2 separate regions of the Mus musculus genome follow, and region 1 is linked to region 2. The links are chromatin contacts, called in public targeted proximity ligation maps. All regions are on one chromosome and are shown on one strand. The core of a region is the stretch at or near the end of the contact, and the rest is flanking DNA. Distances in the headings are between cores, read along the strand shown.

What was found.
Region 1: a contact with region 2 is called in a targeted proximity ligation map of epiblast stem cells, with 6 times the contacts expected there. A contact is called at or near these places in 10 of 484 Hi-C or Micro-C datasets (the Ba/F3 cell line, the G1E-ER4 cell line, double positive thymocytes and 3 more) and 3 of 130 datasets of targeted methods (embryonic stem cells, epiblast stem cells and extraembryonic endoderm stem cells).

Annotation. Positions count from the first base shown.
Region 1 is chr19:9,105,131-9,110,453 of GRCm38.p6, forward strand. No RefSeq gene overlaps it. Among named protein-coding and RNA genes, the nearest start is that of Gm41805, 8.0 kb to the left of the region's middle.
Region 2 is chr19:8,678,004-8,683,949 of GRCm38.p6, forward strand. It overlaps Chrm1 (cholinergic receptor, muscarinic 1, CNS), which reads left to right. Exons shown (of 3, transcript NM_001112697.1): 3 at 1-5,603. The coding sequence ends at 1,312. Among named protein-coding and RNA genes, the nearest start is that of Chrm1, 17 kb to the left of the region's middle.

The DNA of each region.
Region 1 (5,323 bases), core at 936-3,435, 430 kb after region 2:
CCAGGGTAGTTAAGGATAGAGTTAGTGAAAATATGGCTGGCCGGCCTTGGACACTCCTTATTCTGACCCCCAGAGTGAGCAGCCTTGTGGTCTGGCCCCAGCTCTTCGTGTGTCTGTCTCTTCTGGGCCCAGGAGGCCCACTTCTTCATGAAGAAGAACTACGTGCCAGGAGCTGAGCTCATGGGTGGGGTGGCTGCAGGGGCCACCCATCAGCCAGTTTTCCTCCCTTTCCTGGGAGCTGCTCCAGGGACAAGGGGCAGGACATCTGCTTTTCATTGTGTGACTGTCTCTAATTCTTCTGACATCTGAACTTCTTTTTTGAAGGAGGATACACTTAAGTGATTGTGACCAAGCTTGTTGCTGAGGGGAAAAAATTTAAACAAATGGGGATTAGAATCAGGCAGAGCTGGGGTGCAAGTCTCCACTGTGCAGTTATCCTGTGTGTTAGATGCTAGGTCTCTATCCCTGACTTCAACTGTGCTCTGCCTGGTAGGGCTCATTTAGAACTAAAGAGTGATGGTTAATGCCCTGTCTACTCCATATTGTAGAACCAGAAGTGAAAATGTTCCCTAAACCATAGAATATGAATCCGATATTCTCCTTTGTGTGGACACCCATGCAGGGAACAGCAGAGTCCCTGCCAGCTTAAGGGAAGGGTCAAAATAGTCCATGTTAACTTCTGAGGCCACAGAGCAGTGGCTTATTTAGTTATTTGTTTGTCTATATAGACGCGATTCTTACTCTGTACTTGAGGATGGCCTGAGCCTCCCTGCCTCAGCCTTCTGAGTTCTGGACCACACTACACAGCCAGCGGCCCATGGTAAAGATGCAGGCTGATAACCTTGAAGCATGGAAGGGGATTGGAAAACAAAGGGTGGTCTGGTTGGTGTGGTTTGGGATGATAATATATAATAATGACTAACACATGCTGCGTGGTATCTAGGGATTTCCCATGCAGTAAGTAATTGGCCATTACAGCACTGGAGAGGGTACTACCAGTCTTCGGTCTTTCAGAGTGAGGATCCTGGGAGGTCTAGTGACAGACCGGCTGAGAAGCACAGATTCCAAGAAAGAAGGTGGGGTTTCCTCATTCCTCAGGCTGCTTCTCTGAGGCTTGGACACAGCTGCCTCCCATGTGACTCCCAGGAAGCCTTGAAACAGAGGTGGACTCAGAAGCTGGCTTGTGTGTGGTGCAGCCTCAGAGCCCTAACAGCACTAAAGGGTCTGAAGGTCTGGTCCCGTGTGTGCCAGGCCTCTGAGCTAGGCAGCTCTCCTGAGGCTGACTGCACAGTGTTCTGAGAATTGCCCTGGTGAGGCGCAGGATGTCTGCTGAGTGTTAGAGCGGCTGGGTTGTTTTGCACTGGCCCCTTCCCTGGCATGGACGTCCCTGTGGAGGCTGGGGCTGGGGCTGGGGCTGGCCATGTGGGGAGGTGGTAGAGCAATAGCCATGGTGGTTATAGATAGGAACCAGGGCTGACATCACTTTTGTCAAACACAGTGAAGCCCTTGCCAGGGGTCCACTGAAAAGTTGGTCAGGACATGGGTCTATTCCTCTGCAAGTTTGAAAGCAGAGGAACTGCCCCCACAGGCCAAGCAGCCAGTTTCTGCAGCACATTTTCAAGTTCCAACTCTGTTGGGAACCTGGAGGCAGAGATGGGGGCAGGAAGAGGTGGCTTTACCCAAGTGACAGTGCCCCACCCAAGGTCCCGACCCTTTCTGGGTAGAACAACAAATATGTTGAGAGCAGACAGCAAATATGTTGGAATTTGTACTACCACAGGGACAGGGTGGGAAAGGGCTTGGGAAAGTAGCACACGTTTTAGTCATGAGGCATCTGTGGTGTGATATCTGCATGATCTATGTTAGAGATAAAGATGAAATGGCCAGGACTGGGGAGGCTCAGGACAGACAGGCTGGATCAGGATGAAGTCAGCCCAAAGGTATGTGGGGCCCACACCTCACTCAGTGGGTGCAGAGGAGGGGCCTGGACAAGCCCGGAGGAAGGAAAACTTGGCCCTCTTCTTTCTTGCTTTTAAGATTAAATACTTGGTTTCTGACTGGAAGGCCGGGGGTTCAGAAGTTCCAGTCCCTGGGGATCTGCATGGGGCAGGGAGTGCTAGGCTGTACTGGAAGGTCAGCAGAACCACAGATCCTTAGCCCAAGGTAAATACTCTTGGGTTTGCAGTGAGAGGTGTACAGCTGCACTGGTTTGTAAACACTTCTGAAAATGCCCTTTGACTTTGATACACTGGGGTGGCCTGGCTATTGTGTTGGGAAGAGGGGGGCCCTGGGAAAGGTTGGAGGTAAGAGGAGTTAGGAAGAACAACAAACAGACCCTTTGTAGGAGGGGAAGTGACCTGGGCAGGAAGGGGGTGGGCAAGCCCTTTCCTGTGAGCAGCACAGGGTGAACCTAGTCTCACCTGCTCTTCTCACCCTAGCCAAACTCTGGGTGGGGCCTGTGCTTTGGCACAGCCCATAGTTCCCTGTCCAGTCTTCTGCCTAGGGCCCATGTCATGGCCCAGTGTTGCTCAGGTTTAGGTCACGGTCCAGAAATGCTCAGGAGCTGGCATGTCTATTGGCAATAGTCTACTTGGCACACAGCCAGCAAGTATCCCTGGGCTGTGGTCTTCAGTCACGAATCTCTCCCAACCATCTGAGGAACCTGACCAGTGGAGAAAGTATCACACCACGGGCACAGGATTCTATACACGTCTGTCACCCTAGAAAAGAAAGGTGGTGAAAATAGATAGCCCCATTGTAAGGAAAGATGGGCATAGTTGAATGAGGACAGAATATTATATGACAGTTTACTGACATGGAAAGGTAGAGAATATTGACTAAGAGAGTTTCATGGGGCTGGAAAGATGGCTCAGTGGTTAAGAGCACAGGCTTCTCTTGCAGAAAATCTGGGTTCAGTTTCCAGGGCCCCTCCAAAATGGTGTAACTAAAATTCTTTTCTGACTCATGTGGGCAGCAGGCACATGTGATGTGAATACATACACACTTGCAAACCATTCAAACACATACAAGTTTTAAAAAGTTACACACACACACACACACACACACACACACACTTTAGCATGTCTGGTCTCATTTTGGGAGAACTGTAGGATAAGTGTGTAGGTCGATGCTGAGGACCCTTCCCTATTACTTTCCATCTTGATTTTTGAGGCAGGGTCTCTCATTGAACACAGAGATTGACATTTTGGCTAGACTGGTTGCCAGAGGCCCTTGGGACCTTTTTTGTTTCTGCTTCCCAGGTTTGGCATTACATGTCTGTAACACAACCCATGGATTTTTTTTACACAGGTGCCGGAGAGATAAGAACTCAGGACTTCTTGCTTGAACATCAAGCTTTTCCCCTCTGAGCCATTTTTCAAGCAGCTACTTTGTTGCAGGTCATTTTTCTCTTAAAAATACTTAATGAAAGACTGCTGACCTTTGAGAATCCAGGACCTGTCCCCTTCTGGCATGTAGGTATACATGCAGACAGAGCACTCCTTATATTAAAAGAAAAATAATTAAAAATCCTTCCAGAGGTCCTGAGTTCAATTCTCAGCAACCAGATAGTGGTGGCCTATGACCATCTATAAAGGGAGCCGATGCCCTCTTCTGGCATGTAGATATGCAGGCAGACAGATCACCCTGCATAAAAAAAAAGCATTGGGGACCTGCCCTAGGTACTAAGTGGTGACTATTGAGCCTTCTAGGATGAGAAGACTCAAACTATTGTTTTTATTTGACAGGGTCTCATATAGCCCAGGCTGGCCTCAAACTCCTTATATGGCTGAGGTCACCCCTGAAACTCCAGAGCCTCCTGCTTTACCAAGTGCTGGGAATATAGCTGTGTGTCATTGTACCTGCCTCCAACCTCTTTTCTTCTTGGCACCAAATTATAACCTCAGAACCCAAGTTCCTGAGTTCTGTATAGAATCTACAAAGTGCCGGTAAGAGCATAGTAGATGTTAAATCTGAGATGATGTTAAGTTCTCATCCACACTTGTTTTATTTATCAATCTAATCATGTTACTTTCTAGACTCTGTACAGAAGTCAGGAGCTTTGGTTCTGAAAACCCAATTTCATTTTAATATTGGGTTGATGAAAAGCAGAATTTGAAGGATAAAGTTATTAGGATATGTTGGTTTTCCCAACCTCTGACCCAGAATGCTTTTGGGCTGCCCCTAGATCTGGATGACATCTGGCTGGGGGCCACAGGACTTGTGAATGGGGAAGTTGACATAAACACATTTAACATGCCCCGAGGGACTCTCTTTAGCTCCACACTCCCACCCCTGCCAAAGGTCTGGATGCCTGAGTTTTCTTTTCACATTTCTGACTCCTTGGGACACAGAACTCACTATGGCTCAACTCTCCCTGGATGTCTGAATGTGGCATTTAAGCTGTGGAAGGAGTCACACAAATGACACCCATAAACCACACCCACCTGTCCCAGTCCTGTTGATGGCCCAAACATCCTCCCTGCTCCATTCCTGACCTGGGTTGCCTCTGATTTCTGCTGGCCCTCACTCCTCTCAGGGAGCAGGACACCTGTGGTTTGTGGGGGTAGCTCCCTGTTGCCCCAGAATAGCTACAGAATCTAAACACTGTGAGGATTTTGTGCAATGTTGACAGACGGGAGGTCTGGGAGGGGTAACCCCATCCAGCCTCCCTCACCCTCCATCTCTGATGACAGGGATGCATACCCCACTTTCCCCGCTGTGACAAGGAGCAAGTCAGAGAGTTTATTTATTTATTTATTTATTTATTTTTTGTTTTGTTTTGTTTTGTTTTTTGTTTTCCCGAGACAGGGTTTCTCTGTGCAGTCCTGGCTGTCCTGGAACTCACTCTGTAGACCAGGCTGGCCTTGAACCCAGAAATTCACCTGCCTCTGCCTCCCAAGTGCAGAGAGCTTATTTGAAAACACAAATTAAACCATTTTCTGAGCAGCAGCTACAAGGTAGAGGCCCTCTCTTACCTGGGAGAGGGCTGGCTTCCATGTCTCTTGTTGTACAGTTGCCTAGGTTCTCGTCTTTTGGTTCTAATTATCCTACCATTTTGGCTTGTAGTGACCAAATGGCAATTTACCTGTCTTTGTAGCTGAAAGATATGACTAAAGGCAGGGGCCAGGACAGTTTGACCCTTGAACCCTGATGACCAGTAGCAGGCCTGGGTATTGTACAGCTCTGCTTTAAAATAAATTGTAGTGTTGGGTGGAAAGGAGGGTTGTGATGAGGAACCCTGTCAGTTTCAGATGCTGTATAGGCCAGACTCCTCTTGGGTGCCTATAAGCTGCCTATATATTGTAGTTTGCTGCCCTCTTGT
Region 2 (5,946 bases), core at 363-2,862:
AGTGGCATTCATCGGGATCACCACAGGCCTCCTGTCTCTGGCTACAGTGACAGGCAACCTGCTGGTGCTCATCTCCTTCAAGGTCAACACAGAGCTCAAGACAGTCAACAACTACTTCCTGCTGAGCCTGGCCTGTGCTGATCTCATCATTGGCACTTTCTCCATGAACCTCTATACCACATACCTGCTCATGGGCCACTGGGCTCTGGGCACACTGGCCTGTGACCTCTGGCTGGCCCTGGACTATGTGGCCAGCAACGCCTCTGTCATGAATCTTCTGCTCATCAGCTTTGACCGTTACTTCTCAGTGACCCGACCCCTGAGCTACCGAGCCAAGCGCACTCCCCGCAGGGCAGCTCTGATGATTGGCCTCGCGTGGTTGGTTTCCTTCGTTCTCTGGGCCCCAGCCATCCTCTTCTGGCAATACCTAGTTGGGGAGCGGACAGTGCTGGCTGGGCAGTGCTACATCCAGTTCCTCTCCCAACCCATCATCACTTTTGGCACAGCCATGGCCGCCTTCTACCTCCCTGTCACAGTCATGTGTACGCTGTACTGGCGCATCTACCGGGAGACAGAAAACCGAGCCCGGGAGCTAGCAGCCCTACAGGGCTCTGAGACACCAGGCAAAGGTGGTGGCAGCAGCAGCAGCTCAGAGAGGTCACAGCCAGGAGCTGAAGGCTCACCCGAGTCACCTCCAGGCCGCTGCTGTCGCTGTTGCCGGGCACCCAGACTTCTGCAGGCCTACAGCTGGAAAGAAGAAGAGGAAGAGGATGAAGGCTCCATGGAGTCCCTCACATCCTCTGAAGGTGAGGAGCCTGGCTCAGAAGTGGTGATCAAGATGCCTATGGTAGATCCTGAGGCACAGGCACCCACCAAGCAGCCTCCCAAAAGCTCCCCAAATACAGTCAAGAGGCCCACCAAGAAAGGCCGAGACCGAGGCGGCAAAGGCCAAAAACCCCGAGGGAAGGAACAACTGGCCAAGAGAAAGACCTTCTCACTGGTCAAGGAGAAGAAGGCAGCTCGGACCCTGAGTGCCATCCTGCTGGCCTTCATCCTCACCTGGACACCATATAACATCATGGTGCTGGTGTCTACATTCTGCAAGGACTGTGTTCCAGAAACCCTATGGGAGCTGGGCTACTGGCTTTGCTACGTCAACAGCACTGTCAACCCCATGTGCTACGCACTCTGCAACAAAGCCTTCCGGGACACTTTCCGCCTGCTGTTGCTCTGCCGCTGGGACAAGCGGCGCTGGCGCAAAATCCCCAAGCGCCCTGGCTCTGTGCACCGCACCCCCTCCCGCCAATGCTAATGGCCCCCTTCTCCTGCATCCTTCCACCCTCAGCTCCAGGGAGAGGCCGGTGGAAAGTGTCCCGGAAAATGGGCTGCATCTTCAGCCCCAAAGCCCTGCTCAGGACTCCTCTGGCTTCCCAGGCCCCTGGGTCACCTTCCTGGACAGCCCAGAGAGACTTTGCCGCTTTCCAAACTTTGCTGTTCCCAGACAGAGAGTGAAACCCGGGGAACTGGTTTTTCTGATCCCTGCTGTGTGGGAATGGGCCCAGCAGGAGGATCCGGGCTTTGGTCTGTTTGCGTTTAGGCAGGAAGTCAGGAGCCAACAGGGCGGGCCAGTAGTTTAAAGGTGCAGTCTTCCTTGGCCCATTAGGGGGCCTGGATTGCAGTGGTGATAGCACCTGCTGCAGCTTCATATGGGAGATCACACCAAGCACAGAGAGAAAAGTCTGGAAGAGGAGGGAGGTGGTGAACCCTGGCTGGAAATCCCCTCCCTACACAGGCAGAACTCATCCAGGTAGGCCCTAGGCACACTCTCCAGGATTGTCCAACTTCCCTACAAATGTCCCCAGGTCAGCCCTATGTGGTCACCTCCAAGGCAAATGTCCAAGCGTAAGCAGGACAACAACACCAGAGGAGACCAGCTTGGTTAAATACACCAAGTCCCAAAGCAGCATCAAGGACCAGATGTCAGGTGTCCTAACCAGTCCTCTATGCCATTTTCCTGGGGGTGGGGGTGGGAGTTGAGGGGGTAAGGTGCCTGCCATCCAATCCCACACCCATTCTTCTCTCTCCCTACCCTAAAGTGACCTCGGTCCCACCCTCCTGGCTCACAGCCGTTACCTGGGTGGATCTGCTCTGGGCAGATCTAGCCAGACCTCCTGCATGCTGCCTGCCTCCAGCCTTGCCCCACATGGGTCTGTCCCAGCCAGCAGATTCTCTTCTGTAAACTCCTTAATCCAATCCGTGCATGGCTGCCCTGCCACCCTACTCTCCAGGCCCTGCCTGGCCCCTGTTCTTTTCTTCCATCCTCAGCATATGCTGAGTCTGTGAATAAAAGCCACGTAACTAGTGGGCACTATAAGGAATTCCTCCCTGTTTTGGCCCCAAGGCCAGGAATGCAAGGACAGGGAAGGCACAAGAACTACAATGCAGAAAGTGAGCTGCGGCTTTTAAGATGGATCCAGGAAAGACAGCATTGAATGGCTAGATCGACTAACCCTGCAGGGGGGCCCCAGCACAACCTGTGGGTCCATGGCTCAGGTGAGTGGTGCTAAACCAGGCAGGCCTGACCTCTGAAACAGCCCCATGTACTCTGTACATAGCAGCTCTAGGGCCTTATCATTCCCAGGAGGAACAGAATTCATCCAAACTCCTATTTGTAGCTGGGGAAACTAAGACCCAGAGACCCAAGAGGATTCTTTTGGATTATATAACAAAACAACACCCAGGCTTCCACAACCTCCTGACCTCTAGACTGTAGGGGTGACAGACCTAGGATACTCAGGCCAAAGCATTCAATCAGGGAAACCCTTAGGGCACAACCTAAGCATTGTTTTGGTAAGGGAAGTTCCCAAAGCCTAATGAAAAGGAACCTGAACAAATTAACCCCACAGTCCTAAGCAGTGGTTATCCAAGTATAGCAGTAGTCGGGTGTCCCAAGGCTCACCCAGATGTCAGTGATTTGCTGGGAAAACAGAGAGCTCTGCAAGGCCACTAGAGTCTGTCACTGTCACAGTGGAAGAGTTCAGAAGGAAACAACAGAATAAAGCACACAGAGCAGAATCCCAGAGTAACCAGGCACAAAATGCCAATTCTTTTCCCAGGAAGTCACAGAATACTTAATTCTCCAGCAATGATGTAGGACAGCTTACATGACATTCTGCCAGCCACAAACACCCTCCAGAACCATGGTGTCTGGTGTTTGTACTAGAGGACAGGCATAGGGAGGAACATGGCTGACTGCCCACACCGTTGGCCTCAGTGTCCAGCCCCTCTAGAGGCTTAACAGATAGAGTGTGGCCTAGGACCTCCACCACAAACCATATTCTTAGTATAGATTATCCGATGTGCTCCAGACAAGCAAAGATTTTCTTCAATGCTGGATAATCCAGTGGTTAGCCAAGATTGCCTGGAGCCAGACAAGGCCTGCTAATCTAACAGAAGCCCAAACCAGGAATATTGCCTGCACCTGGGAACTTAACTAGGTAAATTTCTGGGATCACTATGGATTTAGTAAAAGAAGAATTCCAAGGATGGAAACCAGCTATCTGTAACCAGCAGCCTCAAGGTGATTCTGGTACACATTAAAGTTTGAGAGGGGTAAAAAAAATATCCTAGAAGGCTGAGGTCCTGGGTGGGGACCCCCCAAAAAAATCCCTGCAGGCTTGGAGAGTTGGCTCAGAGGTTAAGAGTACTGGCTGCTCTTCCCGAGGTCCTGAGTTCAATTCCCAGCAACCACGTAGTGGCTCACAACCCTCTATAATGAGATCTGGTGCCCTCTTCTGGCCTGCAGGCATACATGCAGACAGAATACTGTATACATAATAAATAAGCCTTTTTTTTTTTAAATCCCTGTAGAGGAAGGGGTGGGATTCACCCCCACACATTTAGCTTCCTGAACTCCCAGAAACTGTTGGACCTTGAGAGCTTATCTAGCAGTTCTAGCTGGGGTGTGCATCTCCTGGTATATACCCTTGACCTTCCTCCTTTATCTGGGAAGGTCTTCCTCTTGAACTGGGTGTACAGATTTGGACAAGATGAATATGGAGGGATGATAGAGGAAGAAGACACCTACTGAGCCAGTCGGATCAGTTGCATCAACCCTATTAGCCAATGGGGTGTCAAATGTCTCAATCACCTTCATCACCCACAAGCTATGGAATGGTTGCAACACTGTGGGCAAGGATAGCCCACTAGGTGGACAAGGAGAAGCTGGCCAGAGCTGCAGGAGATACATGGGATGATCTTATGTAAGCCATGTACCCCGTATCACCAGTACAGGTTGACAGCTGAGACCCTGGTAAGGGCTTCTGGCTTGTTCATGCTCCCTTGTAGCCCTAAGCCCCCTTCAGAAATAAATGCCCTGCCTGTGTCAAGGGTGTGGAGGTGGAGGGCGGAGGAAGCTGAGCAGCACTGGAAGAAGTGAAGCTTTGGGACCAATGGAACATCAAGGAAGGAGGGGATGGGACCAGCATCAGGAAGGATGGGGTGAGACCAGCATCAGGACCGGAAATGAGAGTAGCAGCCCACACCTATCACTTGTTCCCTCTCCTGGGGACCTCACCGGGGTCCTGCTATGCCCTCCACCAAATAACCTTGGTTAGGCATGCCTCCTGTCTTCAGTGTCTTCATCTCTAAAAGAGGAGCAAGCCCTTTGCAGGTGTCAGAGGGATGCGGCAAACTGGTAAAAGCAATTGATGGCTGTACCGTCGGTGTTACCACAGAAGAGGCTGCCACAGGTAATGGCCTGTCTAGTTTCTCACCCAGGTCTTACCCTGTACCTCTGTTCTGGCTTTGGGAAGTCTAGAGTCCTATTCCCCCAAACCAGGAAGAAGAATCTTACATCCCAATGTGACTGGGTTTGAAGAGTGTCCAGCGCACACCTGGGCAAGAAGGAGGGTAAAGTCCAGGTGGGGTCTGGGTCCTGCAGGCCTCTGAAGAAAGAGTTGCCAACCCAGGATGGAGAATAACATGAGGCTGAAGGAAGAGGGTGGTTGCATGGGCATCTGTCCATCTCAAACACAGCACCCACTCCTACCCTGAGGGAGTCTCTTTACCCCAGGAACAAAGGCCTTTTGGTAGAAGTAAGGAGAGAATAAGGTCGCTTTGTGAATACCACATCTTCTACCAATCCCAGACTGGAGCTAGCCTGAGGAGGAACAAGTTAGAATCCCTCCCACACTCAAAGCCCAGCCTTACTTCCATTTCCACCATGACATTTTAGCGCCACCTGCTGGCAATTTAAGAAACCTGACGTTTAAATGCTCTTCCCCCTGCCTTTTTTTTTTTTTTTTTTGGACAAGCTCTTGGTATGTAGCCTTGGCTGGCCTGGAATTCATTATATACACCAGGCTGGCCTTGAACTCTTAGAGAGCTGACTGCCTCTGTCTCTGAATGCTGGAAGTAAAGATGTTCACCATCACACTGGCCAAATTACTACCTCTTCTTCCTCTTCCTCTTTCTCATCCTCCTTTTTAAAACTAGTATTGGGACTGAATCTAGGGTCTCTCATATACTAGGCCAACACTCTACAAATGAGCTATATGTCTCATCCATAAACTTTTTTATTATTAAAAACACGTTGCAAAAAAGAAAAAAATCACACACCAAAATTAACCAGACCCAAAGTCTCTATGCTTCATTCAAAATTTCAAGAGTGGAGCTGGCAAGAGGTTCACTGAGTAAAGGCATTAGCTATCAAGGCTGAGAGTTTGAGTTATGTTCCAGAGATCCACATGGTGAGAACACACACATGGAAGCTGTCATCGCCACCCCCATGCACTTGTGCCTGTCTTCAAAATAAGCCAATAAACAATGTGCCAGTCATGAGAGCATACACCTTTAATTCCAGCATTTGGGAGGTAGAGGCAGGCTACCTATGCGTCTGAGGCCACCCTGGTCTGCATAGAGAGTTCCAGGACAGCCAGGGCTATG